Regions from separate parts of the Rattus norvegicus genome. Here region 2 is linked to region 1. The links are chromatin contacts, called in public Hi-C maps. All regions are on one chromosome and are shown on one strand. The core of a region is the stretch at or near the end of the contact, and the rest is flanking DNA. Distances in the headings are between cores, read along the strand shown. Region 1 holds the start of Arhgef26 (Rho guanine nucleotide exchange factor 26). Region 2 overlaps Arhgef26 (Rho guanine nucleotide exchange factor 26).

What was found. A called contact is a pair of places that touch in the nucleus more often than the background predicts.
Region 2: a Hi-C map of Schwann cells shows a contact between it and region 1, with 3 times the contacts expected there. The contact joins the enhancer-like site here to the promoter of Arhgef26 in region 1. A contact is called at or near these places in 6 of 12 Hi-C or Micro-C datasets (the A7r5 cell line, Schwann cells, kidney and 3 more) and 1 of 1 datasets of contacts at active chromatin or transcription factors (oligodendrocytes).

Annotation. Positions count from the first base shown.
Region 1 is chr2:148,887,211-148,891,472 of GRCr8, reverse strand. It overlaps Arhgef26 (Rho guanine nucleotide exchange factor 26), which reads right to left and starts at 2,050. Exons shown (of 14, transcript NM_001427682.1): 1 at 438-2,050. The coding sequence starts at 1,514.
Region 2 is chr2:148,991,959-148,996,220 of GRCr8, reverse strand. All of the region lies in intron 11 of Arhgef26 (Rho guanine nucleotide exchange factor 26), which reads right to left. Among named protein-coding and RNA genes, the nearest start is that of Dhx36, 50 kb to the left of the region's middle. Within about 2 kb of position 2,345, at least 28 of the 93 cell types and tissues checked have an H3K27ac peak or open chromatin away from gene starts, as enhancers often do. A contact at or near this core is called in Schwann cells, where this site is marked.

The DNA of each region.
Region 1 (4,262 bases), core at 801-3,300:
TTACATGTGTGACATTTCTATAGACTGGTGCCGGTTGTCTGATTAATCAAAAAAAAAAAATGTGACTGCCCTCTTGCTTAGATCTCTCGTGTTTCTAAGAAGGTGGCACATACTCCAAACATCCCTCTCTGGCTGGCCCTTTTCCTTTAGGTCACATTGTAAAAAAAATATTTAGTAAGGCCAACTGCTAGGCCCATATTAGGTTACAATATCTCTCACTTTCATACAGATTCTAAGCTATTAGTTTGTAAATAATAATAATGATAATGATAATTATAATGATAGTTAATAATAAAGCACAAATATGGGGCATGGTTACTGAAAAAAACAAGGCAATGCACTGTTCCATGATTTCATGTGCTATGGGCATTCAAAAAATTTCCCCAACACGTTCACATTGGATTTAATGAATGGCACGTGAGCCAGCCCAGTCTTACCTTTATCCTTCCCAAGCTAGAGAACTTCTCCTTGTCTTCCATTACCGCCTTCAGGACAGGCTGGGACATTCTGTTCTTCTTCTTTGAGCTGGTGGGACTGTCAAAATCAAAACCGCTGACCACTGCCCTTCGGTAAGATGTGGACCGCAAGCCTCGCCGAAGGGAGCCCGGGCTGTCTATGTCGTTGTCGGCTTCGCTTTCCTCCCCTTCGGGGCCCAGGGGTGCTCCCAGTCCCTCCACCATGCTGCGCACCTTGAGAAGCCTCCTGTGGGGCTCTACATTCTGACTGTTGGATTTACTCAGTTTAATTTCGGAGGCAAGGCTTTTGGGGATAATCTGCTGCTTTCCCATCTTGAGGGCCGCCGGGCTGTTGGTACTCAAAATCACGGAAGGGTTCGGTAGCTCATTCCCTTGGGAGGGCAGCCTTTGGAGGGGCAGTTTTTGTTCTGAAGACCTGTGCTGGGGGGCAGGAGAGAGTCTCGAGGGGGACGGCTCCAAGTCCCCAGCAGACTGACCAGTTTGTGATACTGGGCCAGATGAGTCGGTTTTCGGGGCAAGGCCATTCGCAGTGGGTGAAGATACCTTACTGGCAGTCACCCTGGTGCGGTCCTCACCCGGGGCGCTAGAGGCTGGGATGTCCGGAGTCCGCGAGGCGCGCGACAACAGCGCCGCGGGCGAGGACACCGTGCCATTAACAGCGGACTTCGGGGAGCCTCCAGACGCCGCGTAGGAAACCAGGGGTGACTTGGGTCGTCGAAGTCGAGGAGAAGCAGCTCTGTAGTCCGGGGACACCGTGCGACCATTGGTCACCGGCCTCCGATGTGCGCACAGAAGCTGGGGGCTCCTGGACACTGTCCTGCCCTCTGGGCCGGCGGGTACAGGGACCGGAGTCTGTGGCGCGGGCAGAGCAGCTAGCTCCTCCACCGGGAAGTCAGTGATCAGCAGCCCGCTGGGGCTCTGGTACGACTGTGGCCGCGGCTTGCTCCGGCCGAGCAACTGGAGCGGAGGGGTAGACCGTCTCCGCCACAAAGGGGTGACGCCGTTGCTGGAAAAATCCACCTCGCTTTCGCCGTCCATAGCGGGGCCTTTGGGCCGGCCCCAAGAGGAGGAAAGCTTCTCAGGTTGTCTAAGAGGAAGGAACTTTGCCTCCGGACAACTAGTATTGTCTGGGAGCCTAGCCGGGGTCCAGTCCGGCGGTCACACGGGTGTCGCGCCGGACTCGGCAGCGCCTCACTTACCCGCCCTTTCTCGGGCACAGCGCCTCCCGCCACGCTGCGCGACCGAGGATTGAGATCCGAGCCGCAACCGATTAGATGAATCTGGTCTCTTCTGAGTCCTTCCCGCGCCCCAAGCCGGTTGGCACCTAGAGAGCTCGCCGCCACTGCAGGACACTTGGAAAGAGTTCAGCTGGCTGGGACAGCTTGCCGCGGGACACTCCCCCGCGTCTCCATCTAGCCGCCCGCCCCGCGCTAGTACAGCCTGCCCCCGGTGCGCGGTCTCCAGCGCGCTCACCCTTCCTGGCGTCCAGAGCACGGACCAAAGAGTGCTCCCAGTCCCCGTGGGTGGCCTGAGTCCTCACCAAAACTCGGAGGCAAGCGCACAACCCAACTTCGCAGAGGCCCGCGGCGCCAGCCCCGCCCCCGCGCTACGCCCCGCCCCTCTTGGCCCCGCCTCAGCACGCCGGGGAAGCTCGCACTGAGGCGCCCTGCAGTTCCCGCCTACGCCTGCCCTGAGAGCGCTCCAAGTGTTTGCAAACTGGACGCGCACACCTGAGCTGGGTGTCCAGACCGGAGTACTGGAATGTAGGAGCGCGGGCGACCGCCCTAGGGGCCAGCTACAGGGCGCGGTCGCAGCTCAGAACACAGCATGGGAATGATCTTGAGAGCAGGGAAAGGGGTTCTTAATGATCCCCGAACTATGGAGATTGGAAGGGTGAACCAAGTCGGAACCTGGTGCTGCTGTGCCATTTCACTGGGCCACTTGCGGGTCTTCAAACTGCACCTCACTCCGGCGTCTCACTTCGGGGTCTCATTCCTGCCTGTGCTTGCAATGTGGACTCAAGAGGAAAACTGGCTAAAAGGCCAGGCGAAACGTAACTCTGCATTTCATAATCTTTGGGCCTTGTATGTTTGCAAGTCACACAGTAAAAGTAAACAAAATACAAAATATTTATTTAGTGTGTATAATATAAATTGAAAATGTGTGTAGAATAAAATACCTTACAAGGAATACATAATAAAGCCTTATTCGAGATTAGTAGTCTGGATAGAGGTGGGCCTACCCCTACAGCCTAGTCTTTTCTCACTACCTTTATTTAGCCAAGCCAAGTGCACAGCCTTAGAGTCTTCACACTTATTTCTTGGCCTTCTGGCTTGTTACTCCATTGGAATGGGAGTTGGAATACTCCCTACTGTTTATTTCCCCAACCACCTGATCTCTTTCTTTTCTACACTACTCAAAATCCGTACACCTGTATGCTTATATGTTTATGTATTAATACTTAATCTATTCTGCCTTCCCATTGTAATTTTGAAGAGGGCAGGGGCCATGTTGATAGTTCACGCACACAGTAGATGATAAATATCTGTGGAGTGAGAAAATGAATGAGAGAAACGAACCTGGGCCAATGATCATTCGTCTTTTGGATGTTGGTTGCCAAGTTGGCTCTGTCTTAGTGAAATTCCAGGTATGTAAGAATAATGAGGCGACCTGAGAAGACATGATTTTAGTCGGTTAGATCTGTAGAATTGGTTCTGTTAGCAAGACATATGGCAGTCTCCATGCTTTCAAAGTTCACGTGAGCAGCCACTGTTTAAAGCCTGTGCTTCTTTCTGCTTTGGTGGTGAAAGGAAGGGTGATGTTTATCGTGTTTCTTCATATTTTTGTGTACTTACCAAAGCTGCACGATAAAGATCTTTGAACTGAGAAACGTCCTTGAACTCGAAGAAATGGAATCAAAATGTTTATCAAAATAAATTTTAAGAAAATTTAACAATAATTTCATATGGAATGCAATAGATTCTGTGTTCATCTATGGAACCTTAGTATAGGGAATTTTCATATCAATAATAAGTTTAACTCCAGAAAGTGTGGAGTTGATAAATGGCAAGTTTAATAGGGGTCGAAATACAATCTGTGATCAAAGTTAAAAAGCTGCAAGTAATGGCGAGAGAGGTTAGTGTCTCTGTAAAGCATGTTGGTTCTTGAGTTGTGACTTGTGATGAAGAAGTCATGGTCTGCTCACCTCCTTCCTAAGCAACAGCCTACTCCCAAAACAACAGCAAAAACACCAAACCCTGTTCTTTCACTAAGGAAAATTTGCAAGCACACAGACCAGTGTTTTAGCTTCTACTTAATTTATTGCATATTTTCAAATCTAAGGCATAGTCAATTGGTTGCTGTGATGCTTAGTCTTATGTCACCTTGATATATAGTCTGCAGTCCGAATGGAGGGAACCTTAAAGGAGAAAATACCTCTGTAAGATCCAGCAGAATGGCACTTTCTTAGTGATTGCTGGGGAAAGGCCCAGCCCCTTTGTGGGCAATACCACTCTTGAACCGGTGGTCCTGGGTTCTCTCAGAAAGAAGACTGAGCAGGCCTTGGAAGCAGCCTGTCTACAGACTCTGCATCAGCTCCTGACTCCAGGATTCTGCCCTGTTTGAGTTGCTGTCCTGGCTTCCCTTGATGATGAACAGTGATATGAAAGTATAAGCTAGCAAACGTTTTCCTCCCTAACCGACCGGCTTTTTTAGCGTAGTAATGTGTCACAGTCATAGAAGCCCTAACTAGGACAAATGAATTGCAGTGTCTTATGGAATTCCTTA
Region 2 (4,262 bases), core at 1,096-3,595, 100 kb before region 1:
TTCAAATAAAAATTCTGACATAGTTAGACTATCCTCAAATGCTTTAAAATATTTTCATGAGCAAGAAAAGATAGCCAAATTATTTAAGTTAGCAATAATGCTAACTTACTACTGTGTGAAACAAAAACTTAACTGTTACTTCCACAAGTCCTGGGTAGGCACAGCACTGTTCTACCACATAATCATCCTTGTGTATTTTTGAAAGCAGTTAATTAAATTACACGGATATACTATTTTAGTTCTCTATAAAATCTTCCAAAATGCCATGTGTGGGATGAGTAGTATTTTGGAGGTAAACAATTTAAGCCATTTTACTATGCAATACACCTTCTGGGCAGGCATCTTTATCCCCAGATACTTGAAGAACATTCTCCTTACTCTCCTAATACCTTGCAATGTATTTTCGCTTCCGGGCGTGTGCTCCTCTTCCTTACGGAGCAGAGCAGCCCATGTAAGGACCTACAACAGGGCACACCAGCCCATGCTCTTCCTCTGTAATCTTCCTGCTTCCCTTTCTTTCCTGCAGGCTTTGTCTATTCCCTACTGCCTGTGAGAAACCTAGCCCTCTGGGGCTGCTGAGATGGCAGAGACGCACTTGATATTGTGGAGGACTCAAGTTCAGTTCCTAGCACCCGCATAGTGACTTACAGTTGCCTATTACTCCAGCTCCCAGGGATCCGATGTCTCTGGCCTCTTCTAACATCACCCACACTCACATCACACACACACACACACACACACACACACACACACGTAATTGAAAATAAATCTAAAAAAAATGCATCACAACATAAAGAAAAAACAAAACAAACCCAAGTGTTTTAAGAATGCTCAAGTCTGCAAGTGCTTGCTCATGCAAACCATGTCTATATGGCACCAGACCAAGAACCCATGTCTTCTGTCCAATGCAAGTGCCTGATTTGCACCCTATATTTTAAGCCAATCTGTTTTATATATTAGAGAATGAAGTGCTACAGAACATTTTTGCCTAGTGCTTCTTTGGCTTATAAACTGTCAGTATTGGCAACACAAACCTCACCTCTTCCAAGTAACTCCCCCCATATGCACACCTATTGCCTTCCCTATTCTTAACTGACAGTCTGTCCCCAGGGCACCCTCTGCTCAGCCTCACTATGTTGCTGGTCCAGAGTGGACTCCTGAAACCAGGCAGTGGGGCTGCCTGGCTAATTAGATTATCTCTAGGACACTGCTTAGTGTAACTGGGGCTCAGTTACCATCGTACGAGAGAATGCTATTACCAATCACATGCTGAGCCTTGATCGTTTATACGTTGTTTGCTGCTATTATCAGATCATATACTGACAGGCAGGAGACTGCCACAAGGGAAAGGCCACTCTGCAATATAATGAGATTGACTCAAAAAGCCAAAAATAAGTAAACTGATAAATGTTTTAAAAGTAAAATGAATAGGTACCACAATTCAAATGAAACGTGTGTACTCAAATAATTAAAAATTAGAAGAATGCAAAGAGGGGGCTGAGTCTGTTCAGAGGCTAAGCTCTTGCTAGGCATGAGCTTGGATCTCCAGAACCTATGTAGAAGCTAGATGCTATGGCATTTGAGTGCCTGCAATTCCACCTCTCCTACAGGGCCATGGGAGACATGGAGAATCTCAGGAATCTTTGGGGCCACCGAGCCTACTACAGAATGGCAATGAAGCTCAGTCACCTGGAAGAGTCCTCTGACCCACACACTCTGACATGTGCATGCCTACATCCACATACAGATACTGACAGAAAGGAAGCATCAGGTCATTAACACATACAACTACTAGAAGCTGACGTTACCATCCTGCTTCTAAAACTTGAATATAGAGCAAAGTGCTCTGTCTTGGTTTTGTAAGGAATAAGGAACATTTAACTTCCTTTTAATCAGTCCCCAAGTAAACACTTTAAATTCTGTTGTTTGATGGGGAAAGATCCTTATTATGCCACAGGCTGAACTGGAATTTCCAAAGTACAATGCCAACTGAAAACTAATATCTAGCAGGTGAGTGGTTCGCCAAGGGCAGTCTCCACAGTTCAGTATCTGTGTCTCTCTGTGCCAAACCAAAGCAGGGCAGGTCTTTACCCCATGCTTATCCTGCCCAAGCTGCTGCCTTCCCGTTGCACTTCGGAACGGAATCTTTTACACAGGACTTTGCAGACCAGGCCAATCTCAAGATCCTGCAGCTGCCCCCTGCCACTGAAGTTGAACAGTCCAGATGAAATCATTCACTCCTATGCCATGCTGTCTGGGTACTAATGGCATCCTGTAGACAGTGTGGCCCCTTGCTGGGACTCTAGAGGACAGAACAAGACACTTGTTGTTGCCCTTGCTGAATGGAGCTGTTTCTTGAAAACATTTCAATTGAGTCAGTACCACCCCCTCTTAGAAGCTGTCAAACCACACCAGTTCCCCTGGGGCTTCTACACGCCTTGCCAAGGAGCTGGCCCCACCAGGAAACTGGAAGGAGTGTGTCTCAAAGCAGGAGCTGAGGACTTGCTAAAGACAGGAAAGCCATTATCAGAGTCCATGGCTCGCTCCCCTCCACTCTCTCTTGTTACCATATGAAACAAGAGGAAGAAACAAGAGGAATTCGCAACCTAACCACACAAGCAGTTCAGACTTTTCCCTCTGCCCTGATACCTGTCGGGTATCAAATTCCAAGACAACTAACTAATCCTTCCTTCAACCAACCTTCACTGAATGCACGAGCTCTGCCCTAGGCTGTGGTTCTTTGTTGTTCATAGCCCTTAATATGATGGGGCAAACAAGCAGAATTAAACATGTTCAAGCCCCAAGCAGTGTGCAGAGTCCTGGGAAAGATGCTCCTTAAACTACACTTAACCACAGAGGAGAGAAGACCAAGTGGAAAAGAGCCTAACAGCCTTCCCAGAACCACCCAGCATCGTATGCATGGCACTAGAAGATGCTGTGGCAGTCTCCTCATGGGGAGTGAGCAGCTGAGCCCCTTGGTCTTATCCTTTGACTGAGTAGTAGGTGTGCCGGTTTTAAACTTGATGGCAAAAAGGTTGCAGTCACAGAAATTGAATTTTTCACTGCATCTGCTAAAGGCTAGATAAGTATTAAAAAGGAAAGCTTTAAAATGAGAGCACACACTACAGCCTCAGCACTGCTGGTGATCCCAGCACTTAGGAGACTGAGGATCACCTCAGCTAGCATGAGCGACACAGCAAACCACATCTCAAAAAATAAACTGTATTAAGGGCACTTTATTTTCCCAACATTTTTAGAATAGAAGTGGTTATTAAGAAAACAAGAGAGATTAATTCAGGCTTGTAAATCTGTCCTCTCCCACCCCTAGAAAGTCAGGACTGGTCCGGCTAATATGTAACACTGTTAAAAATAACTGGTGAAGTTAATATGCTTCCTGGGAAATATTAGTACTCACTGCCATATCACCTGTTCAGAGTATCAAATGAACACTTCTTTATTTTGGTCCCTTACCCAAGGAGGGCACGTGGCACTGTTGTGTGCTGTTTAAAATGCTGCCTACGGGGCCAAAGAGGGGGAGGGCTCAGTGGTTAAGAGCACTGGCTGCTCTTCCAGGATGCAGGTTCAATTCCCAGCACCCATATACCAGCTCACAACTGTAACTCCAGTACCAAGGGATCTGGCACCTCACGCAGACATACGTGTAGGCAAAACACCGATGCACATAAAATGAGAATGAATAAATCTTTAAAACAATGTACTGCCCATTTCTACTTAAAATATTGTTTGTTTATGAAAGGTGCCATTACGAAAGGTGGCTAGAATTTGACTCAGAAGAAAGGGAACAGCACCCCTCAAACGTGAAAGTCATGTTCGGACCTAGAAACTAGACTCAAAAAGGAAAGGAAAGAAACACTGCCACCTGAACTACCTGCCCCCATACAGACGGTTTACTTTATGTTGTGATGCTCCTAATGGAAAGCAGACTACCATGGACTCTGAGGTCCCATTTATAATTCCATCTCATGCTTGTACTTCCTGTTGTAATTAAATCATTAACTGAAGCAGGAAGAGGGCAAAGCTCCCTGCCAACAATGCCTCTTTGTCAGAGCCCAGCAACCAGTCTGGGTGGCTGACAGCACAGCCACATTCATTAGGCTCTCACTTCTGCAAAAGAAATGCAAGAATGGACCTCTGACTCTCGTTTATGATGGCTCTATCCTACAGCACATATATGAGTGAAGAGAGCTTGTCCCCTCACTGATCACATAGCAGATATCTCATCCCCGCATACTGTGGACCCA